Regions from separate parts of the Macaca mulatta genome. Here region 2 is linked to region 1. A link is a contact called in public Hi-C data. All regions are on one chromosome and are shown on one strand. Each heading gives the region's core, a stretch centred on a gene start, on an enhancer-like site or on the middle of the called end of the contact. The rest is flanking DNA. Distances are from core to core; before and after follow the strand shown.

Region 1 (5,763 bases), core at 1,117-3,616:
CTCTTAAAAACAAAAACAAAAACAAAAAACTGAACGATTCAAAGTTTCTTTTCTTTTCTTTTTCTTTCTTTTTCTTTTCTTTTTTTTTTTGAGACGGAGTCTCGTTCTGTCACCAGGCTGGAGTGCAGTGGCGGGATCTCGGCTCACTGTGACCTCTGCCTCCCAACCTCTGCCTCCTGGGTTCAAGAGATTCTCCTGCCTCAGCCTCCTGAGTAGCTGGGATTACAGGCGCATGCCACCATGCCCAGCTAATTTTTGTATTTTTTAGTAGAGACGGGGTTTCACCATGTTGGCCATGCTGGTCTCGAACTCCTGACCTCAAGTGATCCGCCCGCCTCAGGCTCCTGGCCTTCAGAGTTTCTTTATGAGAGTGGCCAAGTTAAAAAGTTAAAATATATGCCTTTTTAAGACGTCCCATTATAGACATCTCTCAGGAGACGGAATAAAACTCCCTTGAGGGCTAAGAAGAGAGAATTCTATTAGCTTCCTCTGAGATGGAAGAATGTCCCATCAACCACTGTCTCTAAAGACAGAAACTATCTTGGGGGATCTGGGTGTGTCTCCTGAAGTGGCAACATAGAAACATTTTTAAACATAACATTGTTATTCTTAAAAAATTTTGTAACTGTTGCAATCCACTTCATCATATATGTTTTATTACAAGATAAATAATTTTAGCCAGGAGTGGTGGCTTGCCCTGTAGTTCCCAGTCCCTTGGGAGGCTGAGGCAGAAGAATCGCTTGAGCCCAGGAGATTGAGGTTGCAGTGAGCTATGATAGCACCACTGCACTCCAGCCTGGGCAACAGAGCTAGACCCTGTCTCGGAAAGAAAAAAATAAAACCTGGCTGCAGTGACTCATACCTGTAATCCCAGAACTTTGGGAGGCCAAGGCGAACGGATTGCTTGAGCCCTGGAGTTTGAGACCAGCCAGGGCCACATGGCAAAACCCCGTCTCTACAAAAAACACAAAAATTAGCTGGGCACGGACCTGTAATTCCAGCTACTAGGAGGATGAGGTGGGAGGATCCCATGAGCGGGGGAGGCAGAGATGGCAGTGAGCCAAGATCGCGCCACTGCACTCCAGCCTGGGTGAGGGTGACCTCATCTCCAAAAAAAAAAAAAAAAATCGCAATTACTTAATACTTGCGTTATTTACCTAACTTCTCCTGAGTCCCAACGTAAAGGCATCCATGCTTAAGAAGTTGCTTGTCCTGTCCCAGGATCCCCTTGGTCCACTGTAGAATGTTTCACTACGGTATACCATGGTTTTTCTTTCAACATTTTTAAGTTTCCCAAATCCGTAAGAAACGGGCACCGTAAGCATTAAAGATATAAAGAAATGTAAGACAAGTGCTGTGTCGTTTAGACTTAACAGTCAGTGTGATTAGAAGCAGCAGAGGAGTGGCGTGACCGAGACACTGATTCCAGTTATAAGATCTCTCGGGCTGCAAGAGGGGAAGCAGGGAGGTCCTATCGAGTTCCTGCCGCTCAGGTCGGAAACGGTGGACTGGACTTGGGGGCGGGGGTATCAGTGGCAGCAGGCGGAGCTGGCAATTGTCAGGAGCCTTCGGCGAGAGCCTGACCCGGCCCACCCAGCTCTCTGGTTTTCTGCTGGGAGAGAAAGATATCCTGACAGATTCAAGTTTAGGCTGTGCCCTGGGAATGACCAAAGGATGTTGGTTAAAGGCTCTGTTCTGGGAGCGGGTCAGGATTCGTCCTTGCTTCCTTCTGAAGGGTTTTGTGTCCTCAGGCTGTTTCCCGGTTTGTGAAATAGGATAGTATCTGCCTCCTGAATCCATCACGTAATAGGGATGCAATGATTACATAAGGACTGTGAAGGCAGGCAGCCATTCTTATTAAAATACCAGAGGGGCGCAGAAAGTCCTTTGGAGTTTAAGGGTTTGAAAAGCCCCCGGTAAGTGGACACTTCCCAGCAGGGGCCATCACACTAACTCTCGCGTGCTCAGCCCCTTGCATTTTACAGAAGTCCTCCCAGAAACTCTCGTTGGCGCCTCTTAGCAGCCCAGTGAAGCCACAGGAGTCATTAACCTCGTTCATGTAACAGAAAACGGAGCTCTGAGGGATCTCGTTTCCCCTACGGGGAGACCACTAAGTTGCAAACGAAGCTCTGTGGCCATGGGTCTATTTCGGAGGAAATGGATTTCCTCCGTGGGGCGGGAGGCTCTAAGGCTCGAGGGCAGGAAACACCAGGAGGTGGCCCAAGCAAGAGGCCGCACGCAATACCCCGCCTCCGGCTCAAGCCCCGGATGAGGAAGTGGCGCGGCCACAGAGACGAGGCGGAGGCCCGGCGAGAGCGGCGCGGGGGGGGGGGGGGGCGCCAGGGCGGGAAGGGGGCGGGGCCCCGGGGCGGAGCCACCGGAGCGGCGCGGGTTCTCAGGTGAGCGTTACACTGTCGGGGAGGGCCTTGCAGGCGCTTCAGGCTCAGGGGCGGAAGCAGCGCGGGCCGCGAGGGCGTAGGCGGGGTATCTGGAGGAGGCGCGGGGATCCTGGAGAGGGTCCAGCCCTCGCGGCCCCGGCCAGAGGCGGGAAGGGGCTCCAGAGCTTCGGTGAGTGGAGCTGCCCGCCCCAGACTCGGGACTGAGGGGGGCTTGAGGTAGGGGGCCTTGGCCCAGGTTCGAGTCCTGGCCCTCATTCCCAATCCGCTGTGTGACCTTGGACAAGTCTCTCTCCCTCTCTGAGCCTCAGCGGCCTCAGCTGTGAAAGGGAGTCAGGGAAGGTACGCTGAGAGTTCACACAGACCGAGGTTTGGGGGGAGGAAACTCCTGCCTTCCTCTTCTTTGTGGTCGCCTTGCTCAGGACGTTGGCAGCAAAATGAGGATGGTGGGAGTATCTCTAAGTCTCAAGTGACCTTGAGCAAGTCCCTTGCCGTGACTCACACTTTCATCATCTACAAAATGAGTGGGCTAACTTCTTTTAAGATGTCCTTAATGTTCGGTTGTTATTGATGTAGATGGAGACAAGGTAATGAGTACCCATTCACCGCAATGCTTCCCCTTTAGGGGTGTGATAGAATACCTTCTCCTAGGTTTGACTAGCCCCTGGCGTGAATTCCCCTTAGTTCTTGGATTCTGTGGTTCTGTTTGTTCTCCATCGCTCCTTGTAACTGGAGAAGTGACTTCATCCAAGAGTCGCTTGGCACCGCTTCACAGCAGAGCAACACCAGTATCTTCACTGGCCTAAAATCAAAGAGTGGTTGCAAGGAAAAGTCTGACTTTCCAACCTTTTTGTTTGTATTTCAATGGCAGGGAGGCAAGATGACTTCTCTGCCCCAAGCTTGGAACAGCTAAAGGGAAAAACAGTGCAAGATGAGAACAACAAAGGTCTACAAACTCGTCATCCACAAGAAGGGCTTTGGGGGCAGTGGTCAGTATCGATTGGTCTTTAGAGGTTTTGTAAGTTGGCTGAGGTTCTGGTGTGTGCAATGCCTTCAAATTACACACTGACTCGTGACAATTGAGGCTAAACAGACAAAGCAACAAGGAGGATGGCAGGACCCTTCTAAATGCATTTGCATTCAGACTTTTAAGGAACATTATGAATGCTGCCGGTTTACTACCTTTCATTTGTTGAATTGCATTGTTAATTACAAATCTTCCGTGTATGTTCCATAAAATTCTAGCCTGCACTGGTTTGGCAGGTAAGAGAAACTAAAACCATATATCAGTTTTTACATTGAGTGAGAGAGAAGCAGCATAGATGTGCACAGAGCAGGTATGGTCAAAGCATGAACTTTCGCCTGGCTTCTAGGCATGGGAAGAAGGGGCAGGATACAGCATGGTATCCTGCACTGAACTATAGTCTGAATATCTGCTCTACTTATAATTTTCCTGGTGACCTTGAACAAGCTCCTAGTGTACCTTATCTGAAAGTTGAGGGGCTTTAGAATAGTTTCTCTTAACATCTATTTTTTTTTTCCTTTCCTTTCTTTTTTTTTTTTTTTTTGAGACATGGTTCCCCATTTGCCCAGGCTGGTCTGGAACTCCTGAGCTCAAAGGATCCTTCCACCTCAGCCTCCCTAGTAGTTGGGATTACAGGCATGAGCCACTGTACCCAGCTCTCCTTAGCACCTTGAGTCCATAAATCTGAAGAATAAAAGGGCACTTAGTATACTTTTTTTTTCTTTTGTGAGGGAGTAATTTTCCGTTCTGTCTTGACAGCCTTATTCAGAAATTGGAGTTAACAATATAATGAGTCATTTTATTTTATTATTTATTGACTTATTTATTTTTTTTTGAGACAGAGTCTTGCTCTGTCGCCAGACTGGAGTGCAGCGGCATGATCTCAGCTCACTGCAACCTCCACCTTCCAGGTTCAAGCAATTCTCCTGCCTCAGCCTCCTGAGTAGCTGGGATTACAGGTGCATGCTACCATGCCCAGCTATTTTTTTTTTTGTATTTTAGTAGAGACAGGGTTTCACTATGTTTCCCAGGCTGGTCACAAACTCCTGAGCTCAGACAATCCGCCCGCCTCGGCCTCCCGAAGTGCTAGGATTACAGGCATGAGCCACCGCGCCCCACATGAGTCTTTTTAATGTTGTGTTTTAGGGTGTATTTACTTCTGCATTATGTAGATACAAGCCTCCAGAGGGAAAGGACGACCAAAAAGGGAAAACAATAGTTTCTCTATCATAGAGCCTTGTGAAGCTTAAGTAAGGTGGTACATGTAATGCATTTAGCAGAGTATTAGACTCTGTGCTCAATAAATGAAGCCGTTATAATTACCAGACTACAGGCATTGCTGTATTTAAACTACAATTTCTGCTAAAATGTACAGTCTATTGTTATTACTTTGTATGCTGTTGATATTGCCTAAGTATTTGTGGAGTGGAATAAAACATAACTTTTGGCAGAGAGAAGGATACAGTATATACAATGTATATAAATACATATTTTGATGTATAAAATACAAAGGTAGCTAGATGCTGTATCCAGTCTTCTGCAAGACTATAGATCAAAATACAACTAACAGCTGGACATGGTAGCTCATGACTGTAATCCTGGCGTTTTGGGAGGCCAAGGTGGGCAGATCATATGAGGTCAGGAGTTCAGGACTAGCCCGGCCAACATAGTGAAACCCCATCTCTGCTAAAAATACAAAACTTAGCCAGGTGTTGTAGTGCGTGCCTGTGATCTCAGCTACTAGGGAGGCTGAGGCACGATAATTGCTTGAACCCAGGAGGCAAAGGTTACTGTGAGCCAAGATCACGCCACTGCACAGCCTGGGCAATAGAGCAAGACCCTGTCTTTAAAAATAAAAATAAAAATAATAAAAAAGAAACAACCAACAGATATTTATTAGGCGTATACCTGTGCCAGACGCAATGATTATGAATACTGCAAGGTTCTTTGTCCCTAAAGAGCTTTCAGTTTTGTAAGACAGACATGCAAAAAGGAAATGATAAAACCAAGCAGAAGGGAATGTATTCTCAGGGACCTTAATTGAGACTGTGTAAATTAGGGGGGAAGCTTCAACGGAGGATTTGTCGTGAAACTGTCGGTGGAAACATAGCAGATAAAATTAGGGATGCTGGGTGCTGTGGTGTGTGCCTGTAGTCACAGCTACTCAAGAGGCTGGGACAGGAAGATCACTTGGGCCCAGGAGTTTCAGACTATAGGACATTATGTTGATTGGGTGTCTGAAATAAGTTCTGCGTCAGTCTAGTGACCTCCCAGGAGTGGGGGACCACCAGGTTGCCTTAGGAAATGTGAACCACCTCAGGTTGGGAACAGCAGGTCAAAACT
Region 2 (5,740 bases), core at 2,781-5,280, 96 kb before region 1:
TCTCCCTTGTTTTCTAAAGCTGTGAAAGTTCTCCTAAAACAGAACTGACAGACCTCTTGAAGGCATTATCCCATATTCCACCTTGTATTACAAGTATATAATAAAGTTCCTTGAAGACAAGGCCTATTTCAAATGTTTTTAAATTCTTCATTCTCTCCTCCTCCCCTTCTTTTTTCTCCCTTCTCCATGGTCCCTTGACACTGTGGCTTGCAGTGGTAAGGATGTCATAAATATTTCTGAACGGAAGTCATGCACGAAAAACTACTTCCTAGGTACTATTGTCCATATTTGCCTGAACCTAAGAATCACCTGTAAAAACTACAGTTGCCAGGGCCCCAACTTGTATCTACTGAATCTGAAATTGGCAGCAGGATGGGGGCATGTCTGGAATCTTTCTTTCTTTTTTTTTTTTTTTTGAGACAGAGTCTCGCTCTGTCGCCCAGGCTGGAGTCCAGTGGCGCAATCTCGGCTCACTGCAACTTCCGTCTCCCAGGTTCAAGAGATTCTCCTGCCTCAGCCTCCTGAGTAGTTGGGACTACAGACACAAGCCACCACACCCAGCTAATTTTTGCATTTTCAGTAGAGACGGGGTTTCACCATGTTGGCCAGGCTGGTCTCTATCTCCTGACCTCGTGATCCACCCACCTTGGCCTCCCAAAGTGCCGGGATTACAGGCATGCGCCACCGCGCCCGGCTTTTATTTTTATTTTTTTAAATCAGCTAGCCTCCCAAGTCACAGCAGGCTCAGAGAGACTTCCAAGGAATCTCTATTTCTTTTTCCTTTTTTTTTTTTTTTTTTTGAGACGGAGTCTCGCTCTGTCGCCCAGGCTGGAGTGCAGTGGCGCGATCTCGGCTCACTGCAAGCTCTACTTCCCAAGTAGCTGGGACTACAGGCGCCCGCCAAAATGCCCGGCTAATTTTTTATATTTTTAGTAGAGATGGGGTTTCACCATGTTAGCCAGGATAGTCTCGATCTGCTGACCTCATGACCCGCCCGCCTCAGCCTCCCAAAGTGCTGGGATGACAGGCGTGAGCCACCGTGCCTGGCCAGGAATCTCTATTTCTAACAAGCATCCCAGCCCATTCAGCCCATTCTTTTATCAAATGAGTTTGGGAAACATGGCCCTAAATTATCACCCAAGATGTTATCTATCACCTGTCACACATCACCCAGTTATTGAAAAACTTACCTGAAATATAAGGTTTTCATTTACATGTCTCACAAATAGACACTGGTTTACTAAAAACCTACGGAAATGTTATCTTTTTGGTTTGTGTATCAATATCATTTCTATCTTGATACAGAATACCTTTGAAAATTAAGACTTCTTATTGTACCCAAATCTTCATCCCTCTCACCCTCTGCATCTAAGTCTAATCTTATCTATCTACACTGGTACTAAAATACAGCTTTTTTGGCCGGGCACGGTGGCTCATGCCTGTAATCCCAGCTCTTTGGGAGGCCGAGGCAGATGAATCACAAGGTCAGGAGATCGAGACCATCCTGGCTAAAATGGTGAAACCCCGTCTCTACTAAAAATACAAAAAATTAGCTGGGCGTGGTGGCGGGCGCCTGTAGTCCCAGCTACTCGGGAGGCTGAGGCAGGAGAATGGCGTGCACCCGGGAGGCGGAGCTTGCAGTGAGCCAAGATCGCACCACTGCACTTCAGCCTGGGCAACAGTGCGAGACTCCACCTCACGGAAAAAAATATATATATATGTGTGTATATATATGTGTGCGTATATATACGTGTGTGTATATATATACGTATATATGTGTGTATATATATGTGTATATATAGCTTTTTTCTCCCCCTTTTTAAAATGATGGTGACTGAGGTACAGCTTCCTCTCATCATTTAAAAAAATTATTGTAGATGGGGTGCGATAGCTCACCTCTGTAATGCCAGCACTTTCGTAGGTGAAAGTGGGTGGATGGCTGGGTGCGGTGGCTCACGCCTGTAAACCCAGCACTTTGGGAGGCCGAGGCAGGCAGATCACGAGGTCAGGAGATGGAGACCACCCTGGGAAACATGGTGAAACCCCATCTCCACTAAAAATACAAAACTTAGCTGGGCATGGTGGTGCGCGGCTGTAGTCCCAGCTACTTGGCAGGTTGAGGCAGGAGAATCGCTTGAACCTAGGAGGCAGAGGTTGAGGTGAGCCGAGATCACACCACTGCACTCCAGCCTGGGCGACAGCGAGACTCCATCTCAAAAAAAAAAAAAAAAGTGGATAGATCACTTGAGCCCAGGAGTTCGAGACCAGCCTGGGCAACATGGTAAAACCCTGTGTCTACCCCCCTCAAAAAAAACAAAAAAAAAACAGCTGGGCGTGGTGGCGTGCACCTGTGGTCCTAGCTACTCAGGAGGCTGAGGTGGGAGAACTGCTTGAGCTGAGGAGGTGGAGGCTGCAGTGAGCCATCATCACACCACTGCACTTCCTCTTGGGCAACAGAGTGAGGCTCTGATTCCCAAAACAAATAAACAACAACAAAAACTTTTTTAAGATGTCATATTTTAGTCCTTCCAATTCATGACACACTTTATTTTTAATTTTTTTGAGACAAAGTCTCACTGTGCCGCCCAGGCAGGAGTGGGGTGGCGCAATCTTGGCTCATTGCAACCTCTGCCTCCCAGGTTCAAGCAATTCTCCTGCCTCAGCCTCCCAAGTAGCTGGGATTACAGGTGCCTGCCACCACGCCCAGCTGATTGTTGTATTTTTTTAGTAGAGACGGGGTTTCACCACGTTGGCCAGGCTGGTCTCGAACTCCTACCTCAAGTGCTCCACCCACCCTGGCCTCCCAAAGTGCTGGGATCACAGGCGTGAGCCACCGCACCTGGCCTATGACACACTTTAAATGAATTCAGGGTTGACTCATAAACAGCGCGCCTGCTAATAACATTGAAAACAAAGCCTTCTGCCCAAATTCTAACAGTTACCACCATAATGCAGAGCCCTCTCCTAAGAGATAATCATTTCTGTACAGTTAATGATGAAAATGTCACACTTTCATAACAAGACCAATGACGGTTACTGTTCCCCCCTCAGTCCAAATCCGGTGTCCTTCTCCTCCCAAAACTACAATAAGTTATCCTCTGATCAACGCTGACAAAATGAACCCTGTAGGAAACACACAAGTATGACGCATCTCTCAAATCTTAGCTCTTTGAAATGACACCAGGCAGCCGACTCTGAGTCACAGATACCAACATTTTAACCCATTTTCTGACAGTCCAAATGCTCTATTTTCTGTATAACAACTGTCCCCACAGTGGGCAGCCTGAGAGAAAGATCGTCGCGTGAGAGAGAGGTACCTTGATTCCTGGCTCTGCTACAAACTGGCTAGGTGAACTCGAGCAAATCCCTCCCTCTCTCGGAGCCCCAATCTCATTAACTCCAAAGAGAGACAGCTGGACTAAGAAGACCCCCTCAAGTCTCTTCAATTTCTAAGAACCTAACAGCTGGGGGTCACAAGGGTAACCAAGACTCTAGCCCCATAACAGACTGTTTTGAGATTACTTAATCCAACCCTCGAGCTTCAAAGACTAAGATCCAGAAATGAAAGTAGCCTGACACTCAATCTAGTGCCCTTCCCACAAGACATCCCTCCTTCTACAAAAACGAACACATGAGAAAATGGCATCTGAACATCTGAAAGCCCTGCCTCGAGTCGAGTGACGGGCAGGAAGCCTATTTCATCTGGTTTTGTCCCTCGTGAACTTCCACCTAGCTGGAAAGGGCAAAGCGAGACTTTCTAGGCCACACCTTAACTAAATCCGGACCGCCCTAGACAGGAGCAGTCGCACCTGCTTCTAAGCTCGAGGTGAAGGTAGCTCCGTCTCCACCCAAGCTCGCCTCAGAGCGAGCCCGCGACAGAGAAACATCTCTCTCCAGACCCCAGCTTGGTCCAGATTGCCCCACGCCCCAAGGCAGTCTCTCCGCGCTGCTATACCTGCTCCGCCACGGCGCGACCCCGTGCAGTAATCGCAGAAACCGGTGCACCACGGATGTCGCCATCTTCTCTCCTCCCGCTCAGCGAGCCAAGCCCCCTTCACACGCTGGGCGCACGCCTAAGGCGTCACGAGTCTCGAGTTCACTGGGCCAATGAGAAAAGCGCGGGCTGGGGGCGGAGCCGACTAAGCTCCGCCCTGTGTCTACTACCCACCCCATCCGCTTGGCATCTCCGGAGCTGGGGTAACTAGTGCGGGTGGTGGAGCTGTCGGTTTCGCTAAACCTGGGCTTGGTCGCAGCACTGCCACTCCTCCTCCTTCCCTCTGGCGTGCTTTTCCGTATGTACCTGGAAAATCTGAGTCATCCAAGGTCCAAGAATGTCGTTTCAAGTGATCGAACTTGCTCATTTTACAGATGGGGAAACTGGGCATCCATGACTCAGCTCTCGTTTTCTGAGTGCCAGAGTGTGTTGTGAGCACTTTGCATGCATGGTGTAACATCATTCTTAACTCCTACCGCTGTGCTGCCAGGGAGACCGGGGACAAACGGTCTTGGATCACCCAGAAATGCAACCAGTCGTTAAATTCGGTGCCTGGTGCTTGCTCTTAAAAAGGTTCCTATCTTCAATTGTAAGAGGAAAACGAGTTTTCAATCGTGTCTGCTACTTTTTACTGAGCACTGACCAGAGACTCGTGGCTAGGACCGAAACATTATCCCCATTTTAAAGATGAGGTACCTGAGGCTCAGAAAGGTTAAGCGACATCTTCAAGGGTACATAAAGGGCACATGCTCAAAGACTATAAAATAGTGAAGCCAGAATTGGAACATACGTCTCTGACTCCAAAAACCATGTCCTAAACATTCTTCCTATTTTTTTTTTTTTTTTTTTTTCCTGAGACGGAGTCTTGCTCTGTCGCCCAGGCTGGAGTGCAGTGGTGCAATCTCAGCTCACTGCAAGCTCCGCCCCCCAGGTTCACGCCATTCTCCTGCCTCACCCTCCCGAGTAGCTGGGACTACAGGCGCCCGTCACCACACCTGGCTAATTTTTTTTTTTTTAATTTTTCGTAGAAACGGGGTTTCACTGTATTAGCAAGGATGGTCTCAATCTCCTGACCTCGTGATCCTCCTGCCTCGGCCTCCCAAAATGCTGGGATTGCAAGAGTGAGCCAACGCGCCGGGCCTAAACATTCTGCCTTTTAAGCCCTTTGCCTAGAATCTGGCAGAATTTGGGTCCAACAACTGCAGGAATACAGCGCTACTTTTTCCTCTGCTAAGCTGATAATCACAGTTGCCTTCACCAGGCATTTGACAGGAGGAGGAATATGCTCCCTGGTGCCTGCAGTTATTTCTGTGTAGTTGGCTTAAGTTCAACTAGGGCATACTCAGCTCCTACAGAGAGCTTAGAAGGCACCAGGTTTGGTATTTGGGGGAAGATACCTCCCTTTATTATGGTTTTCAAAGTCCGAAAAGAAAAAAAAAAATTGTATAGAATTGGTTTTGGCGGGGCACAGTGGCTCATGCCTGTATTCCCCACTCATCGGGAGGCTGAGGTGGGAGAATAGCTTGAGCCAAGAGTTTGAGACCAGCCTGGACAACATAGTGAGACCCCATCTCTTTTTTTTTTTTTTTTAAGAGGCTGGGCACGGTGGCTCACCCTGTAATCCCAGCACTTTGGGAGGCCAAGGCAGGCAGATCACCTGAGGTCAGGAGTTCAAGACCAGCCTGGCCAACATGGTGAAACCCCATCTCTACTAAAAATACAAAAATTAGCCGGGCGTGGTGCCGC

The links. Hi-C and Micro-C count contacts between places; a contact is called where the count stands out from the background.
Region 2: a contact with region 1 is called in a Hi-C map of liver, with 3 times the contacts expected there. The contact joins the promoter of PISD here to the promoter of DEPDC5 in region 1. A contact is called at or near these places in 3 of 14 Hi-C or Micro-C datasets (cortical neurons, fetal cortex germinal zone and liver).

The regions. Positions count from the first base shown.
Region 1 is chr10:19,752,820-19,758,582 of T2T-MMU8v2.0, reverse strand. It overlaps DEPDC5 (DEP domain containing 5, GATOR1 subcomplex subunit), which reads left to right and starts at 2,366. Exons shown (of 43, transcript XR_013399222.1): 1 at 2,366-2,399; 2 at 3,268-3,385. It overlaps LOC144331817 (a long non-coding RNA gene), which reads right to left. Exons shown (of 2, transcript XR_013399321.1): 2 at 3,265-4,471.
Region 2 is chr10:19,850,220-19,855,959 of T2T-MMU8v2.0, reverse strand. It overlaps PISD (phosphatidylserine decarboxylase), which reads right to left and starts at 4,030. Exons shown (of 7, transcript XM_077950023.1): 1 at 3,956-4,030. The coding sequence starts at 4,020. LOC144331802 (a long non-coding RNA gene) reads left to right here. Exons shown (of 2, transcript XR_013399304.1): 2 at 2,824-4,037.